Linked DNA regions of Mus musculus: region 2 is linked to region 1. A link is a contact called in public Hi-C data. All regions are on one chromosome and are shown on one strand. Each heading gives the region's core, a stretch centred on a gene start, on an enhancer-like site or on the middle of the called end of the contact. The rest is flanking DNA. Distances are from core to core; before and after follow the strand shown.

Region 1 (3,678 bases), core at 44-2,543:
CCCTTCTCCCCCCCCTCTCTCCGCATCCCGCCCCCCATCTCCCCGCGGTCATGGCTGGCCTCTACTTCTCTATTCTCTCCCTCTCTCTGCCTTTCTTTCTACCTTTACTACTCTCTTAACTACCCTCGTCATGCCCTGAATAAACTCTAGTTGGTCTCTCAGGGGCAAGGGATGCCTCGGCACGGACCCGCTGAGGGACCTCCTTCCCCAATACCTTCCTCCACACACCTCAGAACCTATGTTAATATTTCTTTATTTTTTTTTATGATCACAATACCTCTTCTCACAGGGGAGTGTGTGTGTGTGTGGGGGGGGGGGGGGAGGAACAGAAGTCTCTCTTCTCAGCTCTCCTTTTCTTCTGACGCTACTGGGGCAGAGCCCAGGGTAGCTGATCTCCTCACAACAGTATTGTAACTGTTGCACAATGGCCAAATATGAGTTTAGAAGTCCCCTGAGACGGGAATCCTGTCACCATAGGTTTTTCTTTCTTTCTCTTGTTTGTTTGGAAATAGGCCTGCCTAGCTTTAACCTTAAAATCTTCCTGCCTCAGCCTCCTGAATGCTGGGATTACAGATTCGAGTTAGTATACTAGATCTATTCTGGACCTATTTGTCTGATATCATGTACTTGTTCATTTTTGCAGCACTGGGAACCAAACCCAAAGCCTTATGCCTCCTGGACAGGCATGCTACTGAGATGTGAGCTAGTTCTTCTGTAGACTGTATGGGATGTGCTGGGGGAGTGGGGGAGAGGCAAGGATGGGGCGCGGGGCCCCATACTAACAACTGTAAATTGCCTGTATACATTGCAGTGAGACGGAGGCTGAGTTAAAGAGAAGGTTTGGGGTTAAAATGGCAGAGTCTGAAGCAGTGTGGAGTATGGCGAGGAGGGTATTCGGTAACCTAGCTAGCTAGACAGATAAGAAAAAAGGAAGGGCTCTGGGCCAGTGACAGCAATCCAGCTGGCTCCTCTGAAAGCCCTTGAGGAATGTATGCAAGGCACCCTTGTCCTGCTTTTAATGCAGCTAATTGTGACAGAAGGCACCATAAGTAAGGATGGCTTCTAACCAGATCTGAGAGGCTGCCTCACAGACAGGGGTCTAAATATGAGCTAACCAAGAAAAGACTGCAGCCACATCTTGGAAACAAAGACAGCCTAATATAACCAACAGCATTCGGGACATCTACAAGGTCAGAGGCAGTGCTGCCGGCCAAGGGCCAAGAGACTGACAACTAGCAGACAGTCAAGGTCAAAGCAGGAAACGGAGACGGACAGAGGGAGATTTGATTACCTCTAACTGTGTGGGCAGCACATGACGTGAACAGTGTGTGAGCAGCTCTCTGGTTGGACCAGAGGGATAGCATAGAGTCAGCCCTCCATTGGGCTGGCTCATAATGGCCCAAAGAATCAGCCAGTCACAGAGATAACTTCCAGTTTCTGCTTCACGCTTCTAAATTCCCCAGACTATGAAGCTCTGAAGTTTTTACCTCTTTTGGAACTCACTCCTCAAGAATTTCTCTCTTTCTTAATTCCTTTTTTAAAAAATCATCACTAAAACACACTATTTGGCCTAACTTAAACATGTCAAAAAATTCTCATAAATGAAACAGCAAAAAAAAAAAAAAAAAAAAGGAAAATTCTGTGTCTTAACTTCTTAAATGTACACACGCTTTATACCTAATGCTGTTTCTACAAAACCAGTATTTCTAGTTTTTTTTTTTTTTAAAGTAAACTGTATTCCTAACTTCCTGTCCCATTTTCTGTATTTCTGCTACCAGAGTCCTTGGAGATCTCCTGAACAATGGCCTGGGGGATCATTCCTAGGGTGACACCTCCTTTCACTCTGCAGAATCCCTTTTCTCTCTCTCTTTTAAAACAACCATGGATGCCTAATCCAGCCTCCTGTCTTTACACACAAGCAAACAGAGAGAGCAAAGCTTTGGCTGGTATCCCCAGAGGCAGACCTGGGCCTGGAATCCGAGCAGAGATTCTTTCTACCATAGTGTGACCTGTAACTATAGTTTCACCTGTCTTCAAACTTGCTGCGTAGCTGAGGAGGACCTTGAACTTTTGATGGCCTCCTCTGCCTCCCGAGTCCTGAGATGATAGGTGTGTACCCCCACACTTAGTCTACGTAGTGTTGGCTTTGATATGTGCAGAAGACTACAGGTGCCCACCGAGGCCAGAGCTACCCTAGAGCTAGAGTTACAGGCCGCCCTGAGCCACCTGAAATAAGGGCTGGGAATTAAACTCAGGTCTTCTGCTAGAGCAAGATGGTAGTTGGAGTGAGAAATGTCCTTCATAGGCTCAATTATTTGAATACTTAGTCCTCCAGAATACTTAACTGTTTGGGACGTTATAGGACCTTTAGAATGTGAAGGTTTGCTGGAGGAAGTATGTCACCAAGTATCAAGCTCTGCAAATGTATAACTTCAGCATCCTTCCTGTCTACTCTCTCAGCTTCTTTCTCCAGTCACTGCCCCACTTCTCCTGCCATTATGGACTCTTATCTCTCTAGAACCATAAGCCAAAATAAAGTCTGCCTTCCATAAGTTGCTTTAGTCAAGGTCTTTGACCATAGTGAACATAGCCTGAAAGCAGTGTGAGTTCTTAATGATGCCGACATCTCTCCAGCCCTGTGACTGAGTTTGTAAAAGCTATTTAGTAGTACGCACTGTTGTCAAGTTTTATCCTGAATATTTATTCTCCTAAAGCCAGCAGGCTATCAGACTCATTAGTGCCTGCAGTGTTTACACCAAAGCCTCTGTGTGTTGGTGGCCAATGAAAACAGCAATTACCATAAAGTTAATAAGGACTATCAATGGCTACTGTGATGACAGGCCATGGTCTGCAAGGGATGAGTGGGGGATGATTTGATTTGTGGTCAATTATTTACCCAGATTGAGACATAAAGCTTTTGTTAAGCGAGGAAAGATTAGATCAGGTTGAGAAGCAACTGGGAGCAGTCTTTCGTCTCGGGGCTCAAACCCAAACTGTACATGTTGACCTGTAGCCACATCCTATGCTCTATGGCTCGACCTTCCTGTAGACTCTAGGCTGCCCACTGCTTTTAGTGGCTACAGGGGAAGACTCTACCCATCACAGTTGCACCACTTCTTCTCTGAGAAGAATTAGAACTGTGGATAGGAGGGAGATTTCAAACCCAAGGTGAAAGCAGGAGAAAACAATGGGGTCTAGTGACTGCAACTTCCTATTCAGGGCACCAACATGAGTTTTAGGTTTAAGCATCGGAAGGATGGGCAGGGCTCAAGAAAGATTGGGTTATTAAATAGTTCTGATTGCAGTGTGATGTTCTTTATCATTATCTTAGCTCCAGTTCTTCAAGATGATGTAATATATTATTAATCTTTTAATCATAGGCATAGCCCAAGGTGTAGGGCCAATCTATTCCCCACAAGATCTAGACTGGGGTAGACATTTCCACCATAGAAGATTATTCTCATTTGGGTAGGGGCAGAGGGTGAACTGGGGGTGAACGGTCCTGCTGAGTCATCATTGCTCAGAGGTAGCTTTAGTCCCTTGTCCAAAAAAAAAATGTGGATGGATGGGTCTGTCTTGTCCTTGAAATTTATGGTGACTCAGGAGGAAAGGGTAAAGATGGTTACTCATGTCTCTGCCTTCATCCTTGACAGGACACAGGACACCTGAGGAAGATGG
Region 2 (4,039 bases), core at 773-3,272, 300 kb after region 1:
TCAGCAAGCTCTCCCTCTTAGTCTCATACACGAGAAGATGTGGAAAGAAGGCAGCCATCTGCAAGTCAGGGCAAGAGCCCTCACCAGAGACAGAATCTACTGACACCTTGGTCATCTACTTTCAGCCACTGGAACTTTAAGAAAACAAATTTTTGTGGTTCAAGCTACTCAGTGTGTGGTACTTTGTTATGACAACGGAAGCCGACTAATAAATGCCTGTTGAATGCTGGGAAGATCAAAAGAGATAATCCCGACTCAGTTCTAAGACCTGGCCTGGCACAGAATGCACCCTGAAATGGTATGGATTATTACTGCCGAGGCTGAAGAGGGTGAGTAAGAGCTAGAAAAGATGACCAACAGGGAGGTTGTTTCAATAGTCTAGAAAGAGACTTCATTTACACATCCCCAGGCTCATTCAGCAGGCTGACTGTACTCTGTCCATTGACTCTAAGCATCTCAGCTTCCTTCAGCTTCCTAGCTCCTGCTCTGGCCTGCTGCATCCCTAGACCTAGCCTTATTTCTCCCTCTCCATTTCTGCCTCGTACCTCGTGTGTACGGAGCAGGTTCTACATCAGGCGTGTAGGCCAAAGCCCTCACCAGCTCCACACAGGTCCTCCCTTATAGATGCTACTTTCACGAACAAGGACACAAGAGTTTTCAGATCAGTCATTATCACACCTCTCCCCTGTGCCCATCAAGAGCTTCTTGAGTGTGCCCCAGGCCACACTTGGGGTGTGAAGGATGATGAGAGGCTAATGTCTAAGTGGCACCTGTGGGCAGCGGGTGGATGAAGTGGCCCTTTGTGGCAAGTCCCAGCCTATGGCTGAGGTGTTGCTTTGGTTCTTGCAGAATTATCCATAAACTGCATAGAAAAGCTTCAGCGTGGCTAATGTGAACATGGAGGAATACCATCAAAAGGAAAGACTTGGGAACCAGAAAGACAGCTCTAGGGGCATCAAAGTGTTCAACTTCTTCAGCCAGTTTCAGCCATAGAGCAAATGCTGATGGCACAGGGGCCATTGGAGGACAGCTGGACCACTAAGTAAGTACCCTACTAAGTAAGCAGCCAGGCTGCATGGAAGCTGGAAGGCCAGAGGGTGAGGGGGTCAGGAAAAGGATGAGCAGGAAAGGAGGGGAGAGAGCTGAGGCATGCCAAGAAGGTTCTGAGCACCACCAGTATTAGTAGCTATCGTAAATGGACAACATAATTCATGAGGTCATGTCCAATCACAGATAAAGATACCCAAACAACCCCGAGTGTCTGGAAAGGAAACAATTTTCTCTGATAACATCTTCCTTAAGACTGCGTATGTGTCTGGTTTTATACACCGGCTGTCTCAGTTTTTCTCCACAATGAATTCCTGGAAAATGCATCATGAAAGTCTGCCTTTCCTCACAGGAATAATAAAAACATGGACTGCTGCTCTCCTGTCTGTGACTCAGCATGGAACAAACTGTGATAAGACCACAACTATACCATAAAAGCAAAGATATAACAATAACCCACACAATCCTGGGAAACTCAAACAACAGCCTCCAAGTCATTAAAGGGAGCATTGTAGAATGCAGGGGACCTCTGAGTTTGCTCAAGTCCTGCCACTCAAAAGGTGAGGCTAACACTGAACCAAGAGAAATCAGTTTATTTCAAATCTAACAGTTAGGCTTCTTTCTGACATTTAACTGGAAAGCTGTCAACCTACTTCAAAAGAATTGCCCCACGTGGGCTAAAATTGATGTAAGTATGCAGAGATGTACAGTGAACCCACAAAACAGTAAGATACAAATGTGCCCGATTGTTTTATATCATCCAACATTTATATATTAGCTATAATAATAGCATACATATACTTCTATTTAATTGTACACTGTAACCTGTGGCTATGGCCTCCACCGCAAAAGCAAGGAAAAGAGAAAAAAAAAAAAAAGAAGAAAAGAAAACAAAAAAAGAACTCACGCAGAACCCTTAGGAGCTGCTAGCAAGTTGGAAAGAATCCAAGTGTTTCCTCAGGAGGAATGACTAAGCAAAGGAGTGAGCTGATACTATGTTATATAACTTCTAAGCAGTGATTGCTGTATGAAAAAGCCCCACTGAGACCCAAGGAAGCATTCTAAAGAGGAGAGGTCACTTTTGGTGACACAGTCTCCCTTTAGTCATTCATGCTCTCATAATTAACACCTTTCCCACACTCACAACTAAGCAACTACCTACCTAACTGAATACTGACGAGATAATCCTGAGCTCAGGACTTTCTGGAAACTGCCTCAATGCCTAAATGAGTCTGTCAGAGCTGCACAGTCTAATGCCAGCCCTCAGGCTGCTTTAGAGTCCATTCTAGACAAGAAAATTGCTTCAAATGTTTGGATGTTCAGTTGACTTGTTTCCAAAGTTATTCTACATCACATAACTGTGAAGTCTACACTAGCAATACGAATATAGGAAAATGTATTTATTTTCTTGATGAAAATATAACTGCCAAACTTGTTATTCTATTATCTTTGCCACCATTACTTAGCAATCAGTAAGAAAGAGGTCACATGTCAATATTCCCAAACCTTTCTTCCCTACACAAACATCTCACCATGTGACTGAGAAGTGATGAGCCCAGAGTGGACGTGCTCCCATTTATGCCACACAGAAGCTGAGCAGGTGTGGTCCATGGTGTATCAAACACCGAGTGCCACCCTGTTTATGGTGTCTAGTCTGTCTTAAAACCTACAGGGCACCGTACCATAAATGAAAACCCAACTGCAAAGTAAAACCCAAATCAGGAATATTTTTGGGCAAATACTATTTGGAGGACAGAATTTTTGCTACTGGAGAATAGAGGTATGTACAAATAAGGAGCCAATTAGTCAGAAGATTTAGAGACTAAAGTTTATGAGATGAGAAGGGTTGACTGACAAAGAGAATCATTTGATTTATGTGCGTCAAGACTTGGGCATTCTGGTTTTTGAACATACATTCATTTACAGAGAAAGCACAAAGGCTGTTCCTATCAAAACACTGCTGCTCAGTTCTCCCGAGACTCATGGGAGAAGGTAAATTAATAATCCCACTGGAAGGACTTGGTCCTTCCCAGAAAGGACATCTTTTTGTCTGTTCATCAGACAAAAACTGAGCAAATGTACTTTACAAGGACTTTATATCACCTGAGAGGAAAGCACGGACAACAGTTCCAGAAACCTAACACGTTTCCATCAGTGTGTGTATGTACAATTGATAAAATTTGCTATTACTAACGTTCAAAGGCCAATGGCAGAAACAAATTAAATCATAATTTATCTCCAGACTCTAAAAAGAAAACTTCCTTAAAGCAAACTGCTGTTTTCCCTGTATTCATCCCCATGCTTTCAGCCTTAGATCACTCTTCCAGTCAGTATTTACACTGAATGATCTAATCAGAATGTAACCAAAGATGATTAATGCTGATGTGATGTAAACCTGCCTTTCCTTAGCCTGAACCATACTAGACAAAGAGTTCCCTAAGGAAACTATCAGGAGCTAAACATATAGACATGGGCCATGAAACCAATCAATCAAATATTTCTTACCAAATCAAGTATTACATCACCCAAACAAGCTAGAAATGAATAAGTCTGACAGCAAGCCACAGCCCATCAGCAGTCCCGGCAGGGATGAGGCCAGATGACCAGCATGGGCCTGAGGGCTCTGCAGAGGCTGAACTCTGCCCCAGCAAGTCACGAAGGGCCCTGGAGTCAGGTAGCAATGTGTTTAGTGAGACAGGGGGTGAGCTGGATAGGGGCCATGCCTTCCCGTCCCATGCCCAGAATGGCAGAGGTTACTGGCAATGGGTCACAGCTCAGCCAGCTGACCCAAACTGGTATCAGGCCTGAGTATGCCTCAAACTCCTTTGACAACTTAAATCAACAGTGTGGGAACAGTCACCCGCAGCTCAGCCAGGTTCCTGCCACAATCTATTGTTTGGAATGAACTGAAACTGATTACATCTCTTAGGGCTCTGGACAATAGCCAAGTCATGAGTGTCCTGAATATTAATTCACCCCTAGCAAATTATGC

The links. Hi-C and Micro-C count contacts between places; a contact is called where the count stands out from the background.
Region 2: a Hi-C map of Sertoli cells shows a contact between it and region 1, with 5 times the contacts expected there. The contact joins two enhancer-like sites. A contact is called at or near these places in 3 of 484 Hi-C or Micro-C datasets (the HL-1 cell line, Sertoli cells and adipose-derived mesenchymal stem cells), 1 of 115 datasets of contacts at active chromatin or transcription factors (fibro-adipogenic progenitors) and 1 of 9 other capture datasets (embryonic stem cells).

Annotation. Positions count from the first base shown.
Region 1 is chr13:29,198,603-29,202,280 of GRCm38.p6, forward strand. It overlaps a transcript of Cdkal1 not described here. Among named protein-coding and RNA genes, the nearest start is that of A330102I10Rik, 180 kb to the left of the region's middle. Within about 2 kb of position 1,294, at least 25 of the 459 cell types and tissues checked have an H3K27ac peak or open chromatin away from gene starts, as enhancers often do. A contact at or near this core is called in Sertoli cells, where this site is marked.
Region 2 is chr13:29,501,604-29,505,642 of GRCm38.p6, forward strand. All of the region lies in intron 11 of Cdkal1 (CDK5 regulatory subunit associated protein 1-like 1), which reads right to left. Among named protein-coding and RNA genes, the nearest start is that of Cdkal1, 350 kb to the right of the region's middle. Within about 2 kb of position 2,023, at least 102 of the 459 cell types and tissues checked have an H3K27ac peak or open chromatin away from gene starts, as enhancers often do. A contact at or near this core is called in Sertoli cells, where this site is marked.